Linked DNA regions of Rattus norvegicus: regions 1 and 2 are each linked to region 3. A link is a contact called in public Hi-C data. All regions are on one chromosome and are shown on one strand. Each heading gives the region's core, a stretch centred on a gene start, on an enhancer-like site or on the middle of the called end of the contact. The rest is flanking DNA. Distances are from core to core; before and after follow the strand shown.

Region 1 (3,867 bases), core at 1,360-3,859, 72 kb before region 3:
CACTTTTTTTTTTTTTTTTAAGATTTACTTATTTACTTAATGTATATGAGTACACTGTCGCTGTCTTCAGACGCACCAGAAGAGGGCATCAGATCCCATTACAGATGGTTGGGAGCCACCATGTGGTTGTTGGGAATTGAACTCAGGACCTCTGGGAGAGCAGTCAAGTGCTCTTAACCACTGAGCCATCTCTCTAGCCAAGCACATGGCACACATATACTTACACGCAGACAGACAGACCACACAGTCACATTATATATAAAACACATGTGTGTGTTATATGTGTGTTATTTATTTATTTATTTATTTAGACAGGGTGTACAGCCTCCACTAATTTGGAACTAGCTACATAGGCCTCAAACTCACAGAAATCAGCCTGCTTCTGCCTCTGGGGTGCTGAGATTGAAGGCATGGGCCACCATGTTCTGCTAATCTTAAAAGTAAGCAAACAAACAAACCCCAACGTCCTAGAGAGAAAAGAAAAAGTTCAAAGTCCCCACTCTGCTATGTAAGTTTGAGACCACTCTGGACTTATACATCCTGCCTCCTCATGAATCAGACTAGGGTTCAGAGCCTAGAGAATGATGGGAAAGAGAGCTATAGACCTAGAAGGTGTTCCTGTCTTTCTCTGAGCTTTTCCCCCTCACTAGATTTTTCTAGGGCCTGTCTTGCAGCTTGTGCTGAGGCCAAGGAGGTGGTGACAGAGTGTGTGTGTGTGTGTGAGTGTGTGTGTGTGTGTGTGTGTGTGTGTGTGTGTGTGTGTGTGTGTCTGTGCCTGTTGGACCTTGGAAGTCACACCACTTAACCCACAGACTTTAGAAATGACTTCCAAGTAAGTGTCTGTGAGGTCAGATTAGTTAAAAACCAAGGCTCTCCCAGCTAACCCCACAAAGGCCAATAGTTACATGGGACACAAGGACTCATTTGACAAAGGACTGCTCTGAGTCACTCTAAGAACACCAATGATAACATTTTCCTATGGGCTGCCCCTCCCACCCCCAACACACCAGGCCGCCCACCCTCTGTGAGCTGTTTTCCATCCCCTCTCAAGCCCCTCACCATCCTTCAGGACCTTGCTTCTCCTTCCAGAAGCAGCTGAGACTGGTCCACCTCTAAAAACTTTCAGGGGAGCAGTGAGCCTTAATTCAAACCTCTGGCCAGGTGTTTAACATTGACTGTCGGTGGGCCTAGGAAGATTAACGAGTACTGGAAGGGGTGAGAAGCTGGGAAACAGATCCTTCCAAATAGATATTAAAAAAAAGTGTTGGGGTTGGGGATTTAGCTCAGTGGTAGAGCGCTTGCCTAGCAAGCGCAAGGCCCTGGGTTCGGTCCCCAGCTCCGAAAAAAAGAAAAGAAAAAAAAGTGTTATAATCTCAATTTTAGTCTCTCTCATGTTTGCCTATGTGTGTATCTGTGTGTGTGTGTGTGTGTGTGTGTGTGTGTGTGTGTGTGTGTGTGTTACCAGGCTTTCACACATGCACACCATGCATTCTGCCACTGGGCTCCACCTCCAGCCTCTCTACCTTTTCTTGCTGTTGCTTTAAGAGCCCGTTTTACAGAGGATGTGGGTTTAGAAGGTGTAGGCCTCTCTGAACTCAGGTCTTGCTTTCATTTTGCGCTTAGCTGAGCTTCTCTCCTGAAGGCCAGTTTTCCTGCGTCCACAGGGTGGCGTATGAGGTTCAAAGAAGCTGCTTGGATACTCAGTGATATTTCAGCCCCTAGGAAGTGCCCCACCACCACATGGCAGGACAGAATTGTGGAACCTGAAGACCTGAGTCTGAGCACACAGGTGGATGGCCTAGAACCTGCCAGACACAACTGTTAAGGGACAGCTAAAGAAAGCAGTGCTAGCTGAACCTGGTGGTATTGCCAGAAATATCAACGTACGGGAGACTGAGACAGGAGAATTTTGAATTTAAGGCCATTCTTGGCCACACAGAATGATACCAAAACAAAGCAAAGAAACAGGAAGCTGGGTCAGAGAGGGATGACGAAGGGATCTCCAGGCCGGGAAGGCTATAGACCTGCAACGTGGGAGGAAGGTGTCTCAGTGGGAGGTGCTGTGAGACTCTGGAGGAAATTGCTTTGAAGAGGGTCCCCTCTTTGGATCTTTGCAAGTGAGAAAAAGATTCCCTACCCCCTACCATCTCTATCTCCCAAACTCTCCACCCCCAAGACCTGCTGGGCCTGAGGATGGAATCAGCTGTTCTCCTAAACCCATGCTTCTCAACCTTCCCAATGCCTTGACCCTTTAACACAAGTTGTTCATATCGTGATGATCCCCAACCATAAAGTAATTTTCAGTGCTACTTATGGCTGCCATTTTTGCTATTGTTGTGAATCATAATGTAGATATCTATGTTTTCCAATAGAGGGGTCTCAACTCTCAGATTGAGAACCACGTACTGCCCTAAAGTCTGCCCTATAGCATCCTTCTCCCTAGCCACAAGCCTACTAGAAACTCCACCCATCAGGGATCTGGCTAAGTGAGGGACATGGGATGGCGGCAGGGTGGTGCCTTGGAAGATCTGGCCCTTTAAGGCCAGAGCCCTGGCGGGTCAGAACAAAGGCCCGGGAATGTGGGCTGGATCAGGGAGCAGAGCCATTTAGCATGAGTCATTCCTGTTTCAGGGAGTCAGAATCCTACTTGCCTTGGCCTTTCCCATGGGCCAAGGGACAGCATCCAGGGCCTGTCTACAAAGCTTGTACCAGGTAGCTGGAAGCTCCTAGCCAGCTCAAATCCCTCTAGGGAGGAGGTTCATGAGCTTGGGCTCCTGGCTTTGGGGCTCAGTTCTACCCAGAATGTGGGTGCTCAGTTCTATATCTATACAACAGGAGGAAAACTCAGGCCTCTGGAGGAGTTGAGCTGTGGGGAGGCAGAGTGAGTCTTCTTCCCTAGAAGTAAAAGCAGAATCCAAGATTGTGAGATCTATCTCACAATGGTCATCTCTCAGAGTCTTACTCAGGGCCTACTCTCCTTCGTTCTATACACTCACTCAATAACAGAGGGACACTGAGTCCAAGGCTGGGGTCCAGGAATCCTGCCAGTCAGGGATGCCTAGGAACCTGAAGGCAGCTGTAGTTGGTGTGAGCTGAGGGGGGTGATGCCAAGGGAATAGGGGGTAATGCCAGAAGTCCATTCTGGGGCCCAGAGTGCCTCCAGGACTAAAGCATGTACGTTTTATGATTGGGGTGCTTAGGTAGGGGTCGACCCCTACCTAATCAAAGACCCAATTCCCTCCTCTTGCCTCACCTCCCCCATTCCAATTTACAATTCCTTTAGCCCCCTTGCCAGGCCCCACCCAACCCCAAGACTGGGGATTCCATCCCTTCAAGTTAGCTCTTTAATTTAGTCCATCTTTGTTGTCTGTAATTTCACTTCTTTACACAATTCAAGTGAACAGGAAGGGACTGACTGGCTCTTTCAACAGAAAAGTAAACACATTGTCACGTTGTCTATTGACATTCTGGTTATCAGGGACCGTGATGTCCACCAGCTCATTCTGCTTTTTCTTAGAAATGAGATTACAGGGATGCTGTCTCATGGTGTGAGTGTGTGTGTGTGTGTGTGTGTGTGTGTGTGTGTGTGTCGTGGAAGTTGGATAAAATTGTTCTATCAAGAGGCTCCAAAAGACCCAGAGCCCAGCTGAAGGTGGAGACCTGGTCCCTTGCCTGATCTGTCAAGCTGGTGTGTAAGCAGGCCAGCTCTCCCTACCCTGTCCATGTCTGTGCAAGTTCGGAGCTGAGTTCTTTTTAGCAGAGACATCTAAGAATGAGGAGTCGCCCTCCTCTGGGTGGAGCATCTCAGGCTTGAGAATATCCGCTGAGAGGAATTAAGGCCAGGCAGCTGTGGGGCCAGGCCAGGCT
Region 2 (3,828 bases), core at 642-3,141, 74 kb after region 3:
CACTAGGGATATTTTGAAGAGAAGAATTCCATTACTGTAACTGCACGGATCTAGGTTTCCCTAGTTCCGCGTCTTGGTGTTATTCACATATGTATACATATGCTAAAGGGGATGCTTTACTGAGCCACCGAGGGGGAGTATAACAAAACAAAAGGAAAATAAATTTTACTCAAATATAGAGGCGAAAGTCAACTATGTCCTCTCAAATTTGTAATCAAAGATCAAAGACGTAGACTACTTTCGAACTCGACCTCCTCCTTTGCCTGTCACCCGCCTCTCCCCGCCCCCCACAACTCTGGTTCCCGTTAAGTTTCTGGCAAAGCAAAGAGGTCCGCTCTGATCCTGGGTTTTATTTAGTAGGCAGCCCATCTTTGCAGCCAAAGTACTTGTTTGGAAACTGGAGATGAGCATGTGGCTTTAGTTGTTGTGAAGAGAAGGATGGAATATATTTTGTCTTCCCTAACCCATCTAATCAACAGTGATCTTATGTGTACTCTTCACAAAGTTTCCCGGAACTCTTCGAACTCAGGCTCTATCCAGCTTTACCTTCTTCTTCACTCCCACACCTCTAATCACTCAACACTAAGGAGGCTCTCCATTAAAGACGAACAACAGATCATTTTTCAATCCATGGCAGCTTTATGAGCTGTCTAAGTAGAGCATGACGGAAGTCTCTCATTCTCTCTTTTCTTTTTTCTCTCCTTTCTTCTCTTCTTTTGCGATTGATTCTTAAATAATGATTTTGATAGGGAGTACTGAGTTTGGAATGGAATTGAGCGACCCAGGATGACGCTCCCATCAGGCTTTCAGAAGGGGCGGTTTTCAAAAAAGAAACTACAATTCCCAGGAGGCACCAGGCTAGAGCAATCGCAGGGCATCACGGAAGTAGTAGGCGCGTTCCTCCTAGGCCCATTTCACGGTTTTCACTCAGAAACTACAAATCCCATCGTGTCTCGAGCTCCGCACGCCTGCGCGAGAGCCCCCGAGCGCGATGTGGGCGGGGCCGCCCCGGGCGGCGGGGGGCGGGGTCCAAGCGGGCTGTGTGGAGGCTTCAGACATCGGCGCCATTTAAAGCGGAGAGTTTCCCGGGCGGACGCGTTTCTTCTGCTCGGCCATCCCGTACTCCCTTCTTCGCTGACAGAAGGCTCCTAGTGGGGTGACTGCTCTCTTCTCTCCCTTTCCCCCTCCTCCCAGTTCTTTCGGTCTCCTCTCCTCCTGGTCAGAGAAGTAGCGGAGCCCGGGCCCCGCGGTGAGCGGCCCTCCCCTCCCCACAGTTCCCTCCCTCCTCTGCCCCCGGCGCCGTCCAGAGAGGGGAAGAGGTTCGCCAGGCCCGGGGCGGGCGGGGAGGCCTCGGGGACGGGGGGGGCCGCTCCTCAGGCTTCGAGGCTTCGAGGCTTCCGCCCTCAGCATCTAGTGATGGGCGCCCTCTGAGACTGGTCCCCTCTTCGGGGCGCGTGCTGCCTGAGGCGGCGGCCGAGAGACCGGGAACCCGGGCCTCGGCCCTCCTTCCCCTGCGCGGCCCCTCCCACTCCTGTGCCCCGGGCTGCCACCGCCCGGCGTCGGGGCTCGTCCCTCGCGCGCTGTGCCTCCGCCCTCAGGGCCTATCCCGCCGTGCTCGGCGGGCGGCGGCGGCGGCGGCTGCGGCGGGAGCTTAGCCGTCTTCACTTTCGTCGCATCCGCTCGCCTGGGAGCCAATTCCGCGCCCTGCTCCTCATGACTGCGGCGCTTCTGCTGCCACAGCCCTACCGGCCTCCGCTGGCTGCAGGATGGATGCGGACTGTGCGGCGCTAACCCCCGTGGCTCCGCTCCCTCCTCGCTCGCCGACGAGCCCGCTCCGTGAGCCGCAGCAGCCTCGGTGCCAGCAGCCGCCGCAGCCGGACTCAGTGTCCCGCGTCGCCCTCGGGGCGCCTTGTCAGTGCTGAGTGGGAGTCGTCCGGTGGCTCCGAGCCCGCCGTAGGAGCGCTGCCCAGCACTTCTTGGTGGCTTCTCCGGGCCACCCTTTTCCCTTTTCATTCATAAATCCGAGCCCGCATTCTTCACTCCACCGGACCAACCATGTCTGACGGCACCGCAGAGAAGCAGAGCGGCACTCCTGGCTTCCTTTCGCCTCCGGCTCCAGTCCCCAAGAATGGCTCAAGCTCCGATTCTTCCGTGGGCGAGAAACTGGGGGCCGCGGTCGCCGACTCCGGAATTGGCAGGACAGAGGAATACCGGCGCCGCCGGCACACTATGGACAAGGACAGTCGTGGGGCGGCCGCCACCACTACCCCCACGGAGCACCGATTTTTCCGCCGAAGCGTCATCTGCGACTCCAATGCCACGGCGTTGGAGCTGCCGGGCCTCCCTCTCTCTATCCCTCAACCTAGTGTACCCGCAGTGGTGCCTCAGAGTGCTCCACCCGAGCCTCACAGAGAGGAAACTTTGACGGCCACCGTTGCTTCCCAGGTGTCTCAGCAACCCTCGGCTGCTGCCTCCCCTGGGGAACAAGCCGTTGTAGGCTCGGCCACCGCGACCGTCCCCAGCAGTACCAGCAAAGACCGCCCGGTGTCCCAGCCCAGCCTCGTGGGTAGCAAAGAGGAGCCGCCGCCGTCCAGAAGTGGAAGTGGCAGCGGTGGTGCCAGTGCCAAAGAGCCGCAGGAGGAAAGGAACCAGCAACAGGATGATATCGAAGAGCTGGAGACCAAGGCAGTGGGAATGTCCAATGACGGTCGCTTTCTCAAATTTGACATCGAAATCGGCAGAGGCTCCTTTAAGACGGTCTACAAAGGTCTGGACACCGAAACCACTGTGGAAGTCGCCTGGTGTGAATTGCAGGTAATGCCCCACCTCCCTTCTTATTCTGTTGTTTGGATCCCAAATTTGACTCGGTTAAGCCAGTTTGTCGAGTTCACTCTTTACTTGTAATTCTGTGACTCTGAGAGGAGGGCGGGGGAGGCCAGCATCCGAAGAGGTGGAAATTGGGAGATTGTGGAGCCTGTAGTTAGGTGTTTGGAAAACGATAGGAACTATTGGTGTCGAGGGATTGTTATCAGGCAGGGGATAAAACGTCATTTAAGTACAAACTTGTGTGTTTAATGTCTGCCAGGAAACATGGAATTATTGGAAAAGGGTTTCCCTCCTTGTGCTGGGGATTGAACAAGTGGGGCCTGGACAAGTGCTTTCCCACTGAGCTATATATATCCTCAGCCTTTGGGAACATTTTTTGTGTTAAGTAAATATCAAATCTTTTTGTTCCTGTGCACGTCAGTCTCATTTAAGTCTCTGCAATAATGAACTGCCTTGTGTGTGTCCATCTCTAAGATCGGGTTGTTAGACCAGACCCTGTACTTGATAGCAGCATAGACATTTAGTAGATAATAAGACAGAAATGCTTTCTAGATGTGACAGGGCATGCCTGAAAATCTCTACTACTGTAGAGGCTGAGGCAGGAGAACTTCAAGTTCAAGGCCATTCTGGACTGCATAGTAAGACATTGCCTTAAAACCATCAAAACTCTCTTTTCTTTCCCTTTAAGGATAAGTGCTTTCAGAGTAGGAGGGTACAGTATGCACCTACCTACAGGTGCTTAAGCCATGTGGCTAGCTGTGATCTGACACTTCATTAGAGTGTCTGTTCTTGGTCCTATTCAGTCCATACTGAGTAGTAAAAGTCCATGCAGAATTGTATAAGTGCTTTGAAAGTTGTGACAGTACCATCATTATTGTAATATTGTTATGAAAGATTATTGTGACGGTGTCCTAAAGTATAGCCCAGACTGTCCTGAACTTGTTGATCCCTCAGCCTCACCCTCCAGAATGCTAGGATTATAAACTTCATGCCACTATGCTA
Region 3 (3,682 bases), core at 125-2,624:
AACCCATTTAACCTTTACAACTGTCTTCTAAGAAAATAAGGCACAGACAGGGTAAGTAATTTCCCCAAGAGCAGACAGCCCAGCAAAAAAGAGACGGGTCCAGGATTCAAACCCAGGCAGTTCAGCGCCAGAGCCTTTGTCTTTAACCACACTTCTGAAGGCAATTGGAGACTCCAACCCTTCCCAATGTCATCCCTGTTCGTACATTGTGTATGCACCTTCATTAGAGTACTCGGAGTACTATGTGAGAATTTTCTGGAAAGATACACAGACACACATGCTCTCACACACATACTCACACAGACACACACATTCACACAAGCATACACAAACATATGCACTCACACACATACTCACACAGACACACACATTCATATAAGCATACACAAACACACACACTCACACAGGAACACACACTCATACTCACACAGACACACTTACACAGACATACTCACACACACACAGACCTACTCACACACATACACACACTCACACACACAGACACACGCACTCACAAATGCAAACACACACAGACACACATGCACTCACAACATATTCACATAGACACACACATTCATACAATCATACACAAATTTACACTCTCACACATGCATACATACTTATATTCAGACACACTTACACAAACACACACACAGACCCTCTCTCCTCTCTCTCTCTCACACACACACACTCACACATGCATACACACTCACACACAGACACACACACTCACAAATGCAAACACACACAGACACACACACAGATACACACATAGATATATACATAGACACACATGCACTCACACGCATACACAAACACACACTCACACACATGCAGACACACACACACATGCAGTCACACACACACACACACACACACACACCCCTGGTTCTTTCTGTGAGTTTCAAAGTTTGAAGTACCTGTAAGGAGCTATTGATGCATTCTGGACACTATGTGTGGTTTGTGACTGACAGAACATGACCATTTATTGAGACCTTAGTCATACGATATACATAGATCTCCAACTCCAAGCCACTAAGAACCACCGCTTAGTAGACAAGAGTGACAGTACCCTGGAGGAGAGAGGCCTAAGAGAGCCGGGAGTCTGCGGTATGAAGTTTCTAGGACCCCGGTTCTGCCTTGGCAAAACCCTTAAGGATCAAGTTTGCAGCAGTCAGAAAGTAAAGTAGGAAACTCTCTTGTCTGAGATCCAGGAAAGCCTGGTGGAGATGACCCCAGCTCAGCACTGTTTTGGATTAAATTAGCAGCCCTCAACCTGCCAGATCTATTGTCACAGTGAAATGCGTTTCCAGTCCACAAGCGGAATGTTTGCTCTCTGGCAGCCAAAAGCACTTGGAACAGGCAACGATGATCTCATAAAGCAGGAAATCTGAGCAGTTAGTCAGATGATTAACGTGTTTTTGAGCTGGAGGAGCAGAGTGCCATTTAATGAAAATATCATTGTAGGCGCAGGAGTTTCCAAGTTGGGCGACAGCTTAGAAACTCATCACTTCAAGTCCTTGCTCTGTTAATATGGAAACTGACTCTTGGTCTGTGTGCTTGTGTGTGTTTTTTGAGACAGGATCTCTATGCATCCCTGCCCTGGAACTGGCTATATAGACCAGGCTTGACCTGGAAGTCTCAGGAATCTGCTTATCTCTGTCCTTGGGATGTTGGCTGGGATTACAAGCATGTGCACCCATCATGCTCAGATAAATTGACACTTTAAACAAAAATAGGAGAAATCAGGACTTTTGACTAAAAAAAAAAGTGTAATTTTTCCACTATTTCCTTCCTCCCTTGCAAGACCTGAAACCTTGTGTCTCCAGTGCGGTCTGGGTGCCTGGTGACTCCGTTTTCTTTTTAGCTCGTTCTTTCTTTCTTTCTTTCTTTCTTTCTTTCTTTCTTTCTTTCTTTCTTTCCTTCCTTCCTTCCTTCCTTCCTTCCTCTCTTTCTTTCCTTCTTTCTTGCTGACTCCCTTTGAGTATTTTGCCTGCTTGCAAGTTTGTGTATCATGTGCGTGCCTGGTAACTAGAAGTATCCATGATATTCCCTAGAACTAGAGTTACAGGTGGTTAAGAGCCACCGTGTGGGTGCTGGGAATCGAACCCAGGTCCTCTGCAAGAATAACAAGTGCTCTTAACTGCTGAGCCATCCATCTCTCAGTCCCTTAGTGGTTTCTTTTTAAGGGGTGTGTTCTGTTTAGTGTTGGGAATAGGGCCTGGGTTTTCACACAGACGTAAGCCTGGCCCTACTACTCAACTATACCCTTAGCCAGTTTTCCCCCTTTGGTTTGACTTTCAATTCTAGAATCAAGCAACATTTCAGTTTGTAAAGTCCCCATTTTAGTTGTCTTACTTGCGTTAGCACACTCTTCTTCTTCCCCCGTGGTTCCCACATTGCAGAGTGCTTTCAGCTCTAGTCCTGAAGAAAGGAGCTGCTGGTTAGAAGGTGGGGTTAGCCCTTCCTCAGTCTGTACACTCTACTTTAGAGACAGGTCCTACAGGTAGTCTGTAGATCTTTCTCTTATCTAGTCATGCTTATGAGATAAAATTATTTGACAGTCTGCTTGTACTGATTTTCAAATAATAAAAACCAGCCACGAGCTGGAATCTCAGTAAAACCCACATTTTTTGCCTTGCAAATGTACAAAAGCTTTCTTGCCCCTCACACGACCACCCAACGTCTTCAGGTTGTATGGGTTTATAGCAAGGTTCTGGGTGCAGAGGTTCTGAACTATAGCTTAGTTTTGTATTCTCTATACCAGGCAGAAAGGGTGGGAAAAGAGATAAGCCCCAAACTTGGATGCTCCTCTCAGAAGTCAGGTGAGAATTTCACACACACTTTTGACTTTCTTGGTAAATTCTAGCAGAATTCTTAAACACTGCCCTAGTATTGCTGATATAGAAAATGTCCTAACATGCTTCAAAATGGTCCTGCATAGGCCTCACCCAGCGGTCTGGCAGCATCCGTTATGCCTTTCGAGCTTGTCTTGTATTCTCCATACAAGCTCGCATGGCCGTGAGCAAATGAACTTCTCTCAACTTTTAAATGTTCTCATCTATAAAATGGATTTACTCTGACCAGAAGAAAAACAAAACCAAGCAAAGCAACATCTCAACAGCAAAACATCGGGCCTTCGAAAAGCGGTAGCTGTCACTCTGAGGTGACTGCGGTAGCTGTAACAGAAGGGAAGCCTTGGGGGGAAACTCAGCAGGAAACCAAGAACTCCTCTTCTGCGAAAAAAGGAACTGAAACAACTCTGCTGGGCCCTGCAAGCAGGGCTGAGCTCCAGAGTTTGCTGTGCAAGGGCTGGAGACCTTCAGCCTGGCTCTGGAGGAGTGGAGGAACCAGTCTGCTCTGGAGCTCTCGGCTAGGCAGCCAGGGAGTGCTCCCCGATGGCTGCAGTCAGCTGACCTTGTGCGAACACTCCCCCTTCACCCCCTCAACCCCCGCTGTCCCCAGTTCCCCCTCCCTCATCTCCACTCCCTCCTCCCCTCCAGGCTTGCAAAGTTCAAATCCAGGCAGAAAGGAGTGTGACTTGTACCGACACTAGAAATGCTAGTAGTCTTCAAAGTTCCAGCCTTCACACCTACATCGGTGCAGCTGCTTGCTGTACGGCTCTCAGAACTTGGTAAAGAGAGAGTGAACTCGGTTCAGGGCCTCGACCGTATTTACAGAA

Evidence for each region. Hi-C and Micro-C count contacts between places; a contact is called where the count stands out from the background.
Region 1: a Hi-C map of liver shows a contact between it and region 3, with 1.8 times the contacts expected there. The contact joins two enhancer-like sites. A contact is called at or near these places in 3 of 12 Hi-C or Micro-C datasets (the Rat2 cell line, kidney and liver).
Region 2: a contact with region 3 is called in a Hi-C map of liver, with 7 times the contacts expected there. The contact joins the promoter of Wnk1 here to the enhancer-like site in region 3. A contact is called at or near these places in 3 of 12 Hi-C or Micro-C datasets (the A7r5 cell line, the Rat2 cell line and liver).

What each region holds. Positions count from the first base shown.
Region 1 is chr4:155,070,548-155,074,414 of GRCr8, reverse strand. The region is part of intron 1 of Ninj2 (ninjurin 2); the gene reads right to left. Among named protein-coding and RNA genes, the nearest start is that of Trnaa-agc80, 69 kb to the left of the region's middle. Within about 2 kb of position 2,609, at least 40 of the 93 cell types and tissues checked have an H3K27ac peak or open chromatin away from gene starts, as enhancers often do. A contact at or near this core is called in liver, where this site is marked.
Region 2 is chr4:154,924,210-154,928,037 of GRCr8, reverse strand. It overlaps Wnk1 (WNK lysine deficient protein kinase 1), which reads left to right and starts at 1,891. Exons shown (of 28, transcript NM_001002823.2): 1 at 1,891-2,814. The coding sequence starts at 2,056.
Region 3 is chr4:154,997,358-155,001,039 of GRCr8, reverse strand. The region is part of intron 1 of Ninj2 (ninjurin 2); the gene reads right to left. Among named protein-coding and RNA genes, the nearest start is that of Ninj2, 20 kb to the right of the region's middle. Within about 2 kb of position 1,374, at least 42 of the 93 cell types and tissues checked have an H3K27ac peak or open chromatin away from gene starts, as enhancers often do. A contact at or near this core is called in the A7r5 cell line and liver, where this site is marked.